Regions from separate parts of the Rattus norvegicus genome. Here region 2 is linked to region 1. The links are chromatin contacts, called in public Hi-C maps. All regions are on one chromosome and are shown on one strand. Each heading gives the region's core, a stretch centred on a gene start, on an enhancer-like site or on the middle of the called end of the contact. The rest is flanking DNA. Distances are from core to core; before and after follow the strand shown. Region 1 overlaps Fer1l6 (fer-1-like family member 6). Region 2 holds the start of Trmt12 (tRNA methyltransferase 12).

The links. A called contact is a pair of places that touch in the nucleus more often than the background predicts.
Region 2: a contact with region 1 is called in a Hi-C map of kidney, with 7 times the contacts expected there. The contact joins the promoter of Trmt12 here to the enhancer-like site in region 1. A contact is called at or near these places in 11 of 12 Hi-C or Micro-C datasets (the A7r5 cell line, the Rat2 cell line, Schwann cells and 7 more).

The regions. Positions count from the first base shown.
Region 1 is chr7:92,039,107-92,044,143 of GRCr8, reverse strand. It overlaps Fer1l6 (fer-1-like family member 6), which reads right to left. Exons shown (of 42, transcript XM_039080186.2): 21 at 1,945-2,069. Among named protein-coding and RNA genes, the nearest start is that of Fer1l6, 90 kb to the right of the region's middle. Within about 2 kb of position 1,978, at least 7 of the 93 cell types and tissues checked have an H3K27ac peak or open chromatin away from gene starts, as enhancers often do.
Region 2 is chr7:92,306,064-92,310,966 of GRCr8, reverse strand. It overlaps Trmt12 (tRNA methyltransferase 12), which reads right to left and starts at 3,648. Exons shown (of 1, transcript NM_001122976.2): 1 at 2,022-3,648. The coding sequence starts at 3,570. The coding sequence ends at 2,257.

The DNA.
Region 1 (5,037 bases), core at 729-3,228:
GCTCTGTAGCGGCCATCAGGTAGAAGCTGTTTTAAGCCATTGGCATTTCATGCTTCATGAGGGAGATGTATGTGTTGCTTTCATGCCCATCACAGGTGAAGAAAGTGAGATCTAAAGATAAATGATCTTGGATTTGGACCAGGGAAACATAATTCCACAGTTATGCATTGTTTTGGGGTGTGTGTGTGTGTGTGTGTGTGTGTGTGTGTGTGTGTGTGTGTGTATGTGTGCATGCACATGTTTGCCAAGGGCACATGAGTATGTCTGTGTACATGTTTGAAGGTGTGTGCATGTGTGTACATGTTCATAGGGGTACATATATGGATGTTTGTAAGGGGTGCACGTGTGTATAGGTGCACATGCATGTACATGTATGTGGAGGCTAGAAGGCAACCTCTTGTATCATTCCTATGAAGCCATCTATCTTGTTGTTTGTGACAAGCTCTTTCACTAAGATAGGAGTTTTCTGAGCAGTGAGGCCCAGCAACCTGGCCATCTCCATCAAAACCCCCAGTGCTAGGATCGAAGTGCTCACCACCAGCCTGGCTTTCTACCTGGGCTCCATCGATAAACTCAGATCCTCACGCTTGTGTGGCAAGCACTTACAGCAGTGCTCTCTTCTGGACCCTCTCCAGGGTCCATGTGTACAGTCACCACTGTTTGTGTCCTCTCAAAAACCAGCAAAGAGGAAGGCCTCCTGCCTTCTGTTCCAATTAGACAATGAATGAGAATGGAGACCCTTTTCCTCCAAAGTCTCTCTGAGAAGGATGAGCCCATCTCTCCATGTGGCTCCTGTAGGCCTTTGTTCAGCCCTGCACATAGGGCTTGGCACAGCACAACCAGCCTATCTGCCTGAAGGACTACAAGCATGTCTGCCTCACACATTATGCAGGAGCAGGATCTCTCCCAACCCCCACCGTAGAGCCCATGCAGAACCAGCACTCAGCAGGCACTAGCTAAATGGACGCCATGCTGGCTCCCTTTACACTCTCAGTCTATGTGTGCTAAATCAAAATATAGTTGAATCCATCAACTGAATGGATCTTAGGGGTCTTGGAGAAAAATGTGCCCTCTTGATATCAGCCAGCGTAATGGCAGCCACTCTTCAGTCATTTATGCACCAAATTTTCCACTTCTTCACAACAGCTCTGTTTTATAAAGACAGAACTGGGGTCCAGTGAACCATTTGTCGGGGAGACACACAGCTTCAGAATAGACAAGCTGCACAGTGACCTTGCATCTCGTTTCCCACCTCTCTGTGAGGGCCAATTCTACATGGTCTTACCCTTCCCCCAAAAACAATTCAAGAACAGGTAAGGCTTTTGAGTCTAACCCATTAGAGAGATCTCCTGCGGACTTGTGCTGACTGGGAACCCTTTTTGGGGTAGAGCTTGGTGTGGGAGTCAGGGAGGAAGCAAAAGGAAACAACCACCTGCTCATCTCCTGTAACACAGCGCCTGTCACCAAGGGGTGTCCTCCAGGGGACACATCTGTAAAAAGCACCCTAGCTGCTAAGTGCTGAGTTAGAACTTCCTGATCAGAAAGCTAGAGCCTTCTCCTTCAGCAGGTCCGCTAAGGTGATGGCAGACTCAAGTCTCAGGAATGCTGTCTGAGCTGGCTTCTGATTTCTCATTCCCTCTGTACTCCCAGTGCCCAGCACCCCTGCAGGTGCCTGGGGTGCACCAGGTTCCTCTTCTCAGTCTTGTTGGCCCCTGTCTTAGCTTTAAGTCTTGTCCCTCTGCTTCAGCCCAATAGCTCAAGGAAACCAGTAGGCCTCTACAGCCTGTTCTTGACCCCGATTGGCTTCTGAGTCTGCAGGACTGTGCACTGGGAGGTGCAGAGGGAAAGGGGCGGGATGGGATGGTGTGACCCTCATCTTTCTTTCCCAGGCTCTGCCAAGCATCAGCTGTAGCAGTAGCGGGAAGGCCGCGGCTCTCTGGTTACCTTTGTGGTCTGGCACTGGGATAGGAATGTGACTTTGGCAAAGGGATCTGAAAGTCCATTGCTGTCAGCTGCGATGAGGCCCCGGGCTTGGTACATGTGTGCTCTCAGCTGAAAGACATGCTGGGCTGCGGGGGAAATTACAGAAAGGTCAAGTGTTAATAGGCTTTTAGGAGTGGTATGTGTTTATGTGTGTCTGGCAGTATCCCCAGACAGACAGCAGTGATACCAGCCCTGCCCTCCTCTGTGGCCAGAAAATGTGGAGACAGGGGAGAGACGCTAATGCCAAGTACTTTAAAAGCATCCCCCCTCCATGAGTTTTTGCCCATGGAGTTCCTTAATCACCATCACAGCAACCATGTGAAATATGTAATTATCTCTCCATTTATAGATGAGGAAAATGACCCAAAAATGGATGATATAATTTCCCAAGTATGCAAAGCCCAGATTTTTCTTCTGCATAACTCCAAAATCCACCTTTCTCCCACTAGAATGTCATATTTTAGCAAGCTTAAACAAGCAACATGATTCCCTAGGAATGTCTTATTTAAGAGTGTGTGTGTGTGTGTATGTGCATACACGTGCACATGTATGTGAGCACACATGCATATACAGGCTCATCCACCAATGTATAAGGCCGCTTTACAAATAGCTTTTTACTTCAATAAACTCAGTAGACACAGTGAGTTATCCATTCGTCTTCTACTTTGCTAGCCAATGATATTTTGTGTGCCGACTATGTAGAGTTTTGGTCTTGGTCTCCTAGGTACTGTCGATAGTGAGGGGACTAAGATAGCTTCCTGTCCTTGGAAGCTCCCCTGAGAAAAGGCAGGAGATGAGATGAGAAGCCAGATCACAGGGATAGGAGGGTGTGGCTGAATGATTTCGAGGATCTGGCCAAAGGGCACGGGAGACAAAGAGCAGAATGACATGTGTTAGATGGGATGGAACACAGAGAGAGACAGGTTCGAAGAGGCTGTCATTCAGTGGAGAATGACAGCTCAGCTGCTCACATTCATGGGACCTCCCCATCCCTGGCTCTTCAAGCTCACATCCTGTTTTCATATTCCCCCATCCCCCTTTGCCTGTTTACCTGCCCGTTTCCACCTCTCTGAAAGGGACAGTGTTAGGATGATCCATGTCTTTGTGTTGGCATGGGGACTTCTGTGTAGGGACCTTGTGTGCCTATTGCGATTAGGTCTGCTTACTTAAAACGAAGACCACAAACACCCTCTGAGGATTCCCTCAGCTGACCTCCATCAATCCTCCCCAGCAACTTCTAGGCATAAGCCACACATGTCCACTCAGGAACGTGAGCACAGTCATCTGTGAAATAAAGGCTAATGACTCCCCATTAGAGGAGGCTAAGGGCGGAGGGTCCTGTTGATTGTTGCAGTGTTGCCTACGGAGCAGCTGGACGCAACCTCAGAATCATCACAGCAGGATAGGAGGACGGCCAGACAGCTTGCTTAAGCAATTAGAAGTAGCATGTTAGAAGTGTACAGAGCCAAACAGCAGGATCTCAGGGATCTAATATAGAGTTGGAAAGAGAAAAGCGGAAAAACATGAGATCATAACAGTTGGTTCCTGTGAAGTAAGATTATATACACATGAGAGAACAGTTCATAGTCGCACATTCAAGGACAAGGGAGCTAATTCTAGGGCAATGGTATTGTCCTTTGAGCAGAGACCTTCAAGGTGGTAGCTTTTGATAGGCAGGAATGCAAGCCTTAAGTGGCTGCAGCAAGGGTATAAGATTAGTCAGTTTTTAAAAAATCTGTAACGTCTGGTCATTTGGAAGAAAAATCGTTGGCTACTTTGTGTGGAAGTAAGGGATATACACAGTAGAAGTCACATGACCTCAGACCTTGGAAATGTACATGACACATTGGGAAGTGTGGTAGGCCGCATGGTACTCTTAAAGAGCGGTGTGTGTGTGTGTGTGTGTGTGTGTGTGTGTGTGTGTGTGTGTAATGTGCACACACATATGCATGGGAACAGATGATTAGAGTAAGATGTCAGGAGGATAAAACTGTAGGTCAAGCTTTCAATGGACACAAGAGATGTAAGGGTTGGAGCCAAGCAGACAACAGTGCCCCCTGTAGGTGAAAGTTTGAACGGCCAAATCACCACCCACTGGAGACAGAAAAAAATGAGGGAGGGGAAAGACTGCTGCCCTACATAGATGGTGTCAAACAATTCTGACAGACAAGGTGTGGAGGGACCGGGAAGGCAGGATGCCAAAGGTAATTCCTTAGTTGACTGATATAAGACCTGATCATTTCTCCCTCTCTATACCCCATGCCACTGTCTGGCTTACATGAGGACCAGCATGGAGCTTAAGAATGGAGCAACCTTTTCAATTCCCAACCTAATCCTGCAGGCAATTAGGAGTCCTGGGCTGTGCACATTGCCCAATTAAGTCCAGGCCAGTTCTTCCGGTGCAAGGCTCTGCAAACTCCAAGCAAGTCAGCGGAATGGGAGAAAGTGATTCTTGGAGGCTTAGTTCTAAAGCCCTCCATGTCTCCATAGACACCAATTAACTCTGATGTTGATAGGCTGAGCTCTGCGGACGAGAAGGCCCCTTAAAATGACAGCAGTAAACACAGCAGTGCTCAGCAGACGTTACAGGGACACACTGACAGGAGTCAGCTGGGAGACAGCCATATGTTACTTCACATACTCCCGGCTTCAGCAGATTTCTCAGTCCGACTTGGTATGGTCTCATCCCTTAAGAGAATGCCCACCAGCTGCCTTGAGATGACTAATCCTGAGACGTTAGCAGCAACCCTTCCAACCGGAGCTACGTAAGCAGCATATTGCACAACTCTAGGGGGTGCCATTTTCTTAGCCTACATTTCAGGTTTCTTTAGAAACCTTGAATCTTTGCTCCTCAGAGTAGTCTAGCCTAACTCCTCATGCCATGGGGCCCCACCTCCTGCCCCCTGTGGTTATTAAAGCCACACCTGGATGCCCCACTTGAAGCCAGGATCCCCTCTTGCTCCCTCTACACCCCTACCAGGTTTTCTGCCCTGCCTTCCATATATAGATGCAAGGTAATTATTTGCTGAATGGATCTCCTCTGGAGCATACAAT
Region 2 (4,903 bases), core at 2,399-4,898, 270 kb before region 1:
AGGAATGTTACATGCAGGTGTCTGCAGTGGGGTCATAGGATAGCATTTCCTTGGGAGCTTGCTGTGTGTACAAGACACTGCTCACAACAGTCTTATCTCGAACATGCACATCACCATGTTCTGTTACAAGCAAATCACAATGGCTCACTTCTGGGTACCAAAACTCTGGGACCTAGCTGTGCCTCCTTGCCCACCCAGCAAAATCTCACCCAACCAATTCAAGTAGCAGTTCCACATAGCGTTCCTATTCTTCCCCGGTTTGCACCTGTCCAGCAAGTTATCGTGTGGCAGCTACTCCACTCCAGCACTGAGGACTTGTGTAATTTCTGCCACCAAGTTCTGCTCCTTGGTGAGAGGACTTTTTTTTTTTATAACCTAATGGACCTTTATTTTCTGTACCGATTGAACATTTGTGCTTAATGGGAAAGGCACCAACACAGTCCTTATTGCTACTGCTGCAAGTAAGAATAGCAGGCATGCACAATGTATTTAAGCCCGGGTTATACAGAAGACAAGGAAGTAAAGACACCCTGTTTGTTGTCTGTCTCCTTTTTTTTTTTCCTTTTTTCTTCTTTTTCTTTTTTCTTTTTTTCGGGGCTGGGGACCGAACCCAGGGCCTTGCGCTCGCTAGGCAAGCGCTCTACCGCTGAGCTAAATCCCCAACCCCTGTTGTCTGTCTCCTTTCATCAAGCAGACCAGCTCACAGGGCTTCAAGTACATCACAACAGAGTTCTATGTGACCCTCAGCTATTAGCTCTGTGTGTGTGTGTGTGTGTGTGTGTGTGTGTGTGTGTGTGTGTGTTTTATTTTTTTAATGAAAAAGACTTTTCAGGTCTAGTGTTGCTGATCAAAAATTTCCTCAATAAAAAGTCCTGTAGGGGTTGGGGATTTAGCTCAGTGGTAGAGCGCTTGCCTAGCAAGCGCAAGGCCCTGGGTTCGGTCCCCAGCTCTGAAAAAAAAAGAAAAAGAAAAAAAAAAAGTCCTGTAATCCCATTTTAGCATACATACCTGATGCTACATCTCCAGGGTAAAAACTCGACAGCATCCTTGGAATGCCCGCTATGTGTCTGTGCCAACACTAGCTTACCTGACCAGCACAGGTACAAGGAATACTGTGGGAACGGTGACTTGCCTATCCAGTTGTCTTAATTTCATGTAACCGGTCTTCATGGGACTCAGGGATTGAACAACTCTTAGTGAGCTGCATTCCACCAGCTGTACCTGACACCATCTGCCTGTTCACACCATATGACAAAAGCCAAGGTCTTCCTATAGCTTCTTCACCAGGAGAAGAGAAATCTAAAGTTTAAGGTCTATAAAAATCTTAGGACTTTGGTACAGCCAAAGTACAGTCCAAGGCTAGACCTTTAGATTTCCTACAATTCCGAGAAGTGACTCTTGGTTTTAAGATGAGGTCTCACTCTCTGTACCATGACTCAGGTTGTCCTTGAACTTACAGCAATCATCCTGCCTTCAGCCTTCCAAGTGCTGAGATTACAGGCATGAGATATTGCACTGGGACAGACAAGTATTTCTTAACCCTCTTTAACATAAAGTAAAAAAGATCTGATATTTAATACCTTCCCATACCCACACAGACGCTCCACTGAGGAATGCTATGGATTTGAATTTTGTCCGTTTATTGTCCCCTTCCTCTGTAATTTAGTCTCAGTAACAAAGCACCATCACATTTAGAGTTCAGAATTTGGTCACACTGATTTTTTTCCAACCTATTATTTTCCAAGTCCCCACTGCTGACACCTTAGTGCAAACCACTGTCACTTTGTACTTGTACAACTACAAAACATCTGTAGAAATGGACACTGGTCTCCCTATGTTGATCTTGTCTTTCCAGTTGATTTCTCATGATGGGACCAATACTGTATTTCACTGTAATGTCTGTTTGACTTATTAGAAAAAAGCCACACAACCTAATTCAAGGAAACTCTATATGCAAATAAATCCAAGACCAAATGAATATTAAGACCATATATTCACTGAAACTAAGGCAAAATGCAGAATTCATGTCTGTACAGATGAATCTTATTTTAATGAGTCATAGTGTTTTCCTCTGATACTTTAATACATTCTCAATGTGATCAATAGAACACAAAATTCTTTGGATCAGTCTGGAGTTCATTTTCAGACCATAAATCACCTTTAAAGGTCACCAGAAAACAGAAGGGTGAGAATGCAGCCCTAACTGAAGCACTAAGTGCCATTATCTGGCTCTATTGTGTCACTAAATCTACCCTTCTAGCCAACTAGAGGGCAGGGGCGGCATTCCAGATCTAGGACTATGTGATCCACGTGGGGGGCGTAAGATTTCACTGGGTGGACATGTAGGATTCGTGTCCTCCATGGTTTCCCATGTACTTGATGAAGAAGAGAGGCGATCTGACTTTCTGCAGATTCTGCCCATCTTTGCCACTCTGGTTTGCTGGCTGATGACATTTCCCCCATGCAACTTCCAGTAGTTCTATTTCCCTGTTTATCAGTGGTAATTTTCTGGGGATGAGGCCAATGCTTCTTTTCCATGTTACTGCTTCCAGGTGGCTGTGGATTCTTTCCCGAGAAAGATTCCACATTTTGGTGGATATGCAGAATACCCCCAACATCCTTTCGCAGCACTTGGCAGGCAATGGGCCAGCCTTCTTCAGAACTGGGAATGAGCCCCAGGTTCACCCTATCTGCAGTGTTTGAGAGTTTCAGTTTCCTGTTGTCCCCAAAATGTATTTGGCACCGGTCTGCCACTCCATTGATCTCCAAATTCTTTCTTAGAGCAACTACTGCATGAGGATTCCATTCACAAGCATGGACGAAAGCGGCGCCAGCATGAACTAGGAAGGGCAACGTAAAATAACCAATCCCTGCATAGAGATCCACCAGCACTTCTCCAGCACAGGAGAGTGAGGCCACTCGAAGTTTCTCAGTGATGTTTCCGAAGGAGAACATGCACTGTGTCACATCAAACTTATACCGGATGCCATTATCTACATGCTCTACCCAGCCATGGTCACCGAGCAGCAGAGTCACTGTCGGAGTTCGAGTACCATCAGGTAGCACCCGCCCTCGTTTTGCCAAACGCTGAACTCCAAGGGCTGAGGCAACAGTCTCCCAGAGTTCTGGTTCCAGCCTTTTCCACTGCGTGGCTTGGAAACAGTCTTCACTAAGCAGCATTAGGTCACCATGCCGTTGCCAAGACCGGGGCAAATCTGCCTCCAATTCAGTGGACCACGTCACTCCGCGGTCCTCTACCCAACGCCTCACCTCAAGACACAGTCTTTGGGCAGGTGAACAAACCCGGGCCTTTTTAGAAGGAAGAGGATCCAGGAGCTGCGTCAGCTTACAGGTGCTGCCGGGGGCCACGCGATTCTTCAGCTCCTGCAGATGATGTTCAGACAGGGTTTCTGCCAGCACCGGTAGCGCCACCGTGCCATCCCGCAACTTTTCCACACGGTACTGTCTATCCAAGAGTTTCTGCTTCTCGAGATAGTCTCTGTATCTCTGGGTAAACCGAGGCTCAGTCACAACTGCGACAACTACAGACTTCTCACATTCTCTCTCCATGTCGCTAGCGTTTGCATCCCTTCGGAGTCCATCAGCGAGATTCTCCTGTGAGGCTGGTCTCTCTTGACAAGTCCGCCGCTACAATCGGAAGAGCTAATCCCTATCCGCTACGGCGCACCGGAAGTGACGCCAAACAAACGGGTCAGATCCAGATGTATTACTGCGATCAGTGAATAGCATTTCGGGTGTAGGTTGCTCTGTGAAGCCGTGGCCGCCATGTTTGTTATGGTTATGGTCAGCTTGTACTTGCTTTCCCTTAGGAAAAATTAGTAATTCTAGGAACGGAAAGTCATGAAATGAGTCGATATCCTCTGGAAACTTTATACCCTCTCTTTAGTGATGCTCGTATATTTTTTAAAAAGTGAAGTAGAAATGGATTGAATTTACAGAAAGGATTCCAAAAATCTAGTGTTGCTTATAAATTAGTACCAAGGGCCACTTTATTGTGGAAGTGGAATATTATACAGCTTCCTTATTTCCGTTTCTTGCAAAGATTTTCATCACGGCTGCCTCGTTATCCAAGGGAAATATGTTTTAAAATAAAGAAGCATGTGAATAGAGTAAATTCTGTCAACTCTCAAAAATGGAAATCTTCATCTAGAAAATGTTGATCACCCGAATCATTTTGAGAGAATTGCTATTCTAATGAGAGATGGCCTGGAAGGTAAGGGAGTATTTGCCACCAAGCCTGACAACCAGGATTCCCAGACCACACATGGAAGGAGAGAACCAAACCCAGGTCTTTTGCAAAATCACCAAATGCTCACAATTGCTGAACTCCTTGTCTTTTGTCAAAATCATTTATCATTTAGGGGAGAGGGCATTCATGCCATAGTGCAGGTGTGATGGTCAGAAGACAATTTGCAGCCTCTCTCCTCTATTTATACCTTGTGAGCTCTGAGGGAGAAACTCAGGGTGTCAGATTTGGCTGCAAACTCCTTTACTTGTGGAGCCATCTTGCCAGGCCATCCTTGTCCTTTTAAATATTAATAGTTCTGTAAATATAAACAGGGAAATGAATACTCATGAGGTATAGCCATAGCACATTTACTTGGCTCCTTCTGAAAGAAATATGAATGTGAGACTTTTCTATCAAATACTAGAAAACTTCTGTTTAGGGCAGGAGTGGAAATCTTTTTATGCAAATGATTGTTTAAGACCGCATTGCTTTATTTCCATATACTTAAAGTTTTTCAAATTCTTGTTTTTATTTATTTCAACGATTTACTCTATCATTGCCATAGAGCTTTTTTTTTTCTTTTTTTTTTTTATGACTTAGGCTCCTTTAGACTTATTGGAGCTTTTCTCATAGGTTCGAATAAGGTCTGTTCTG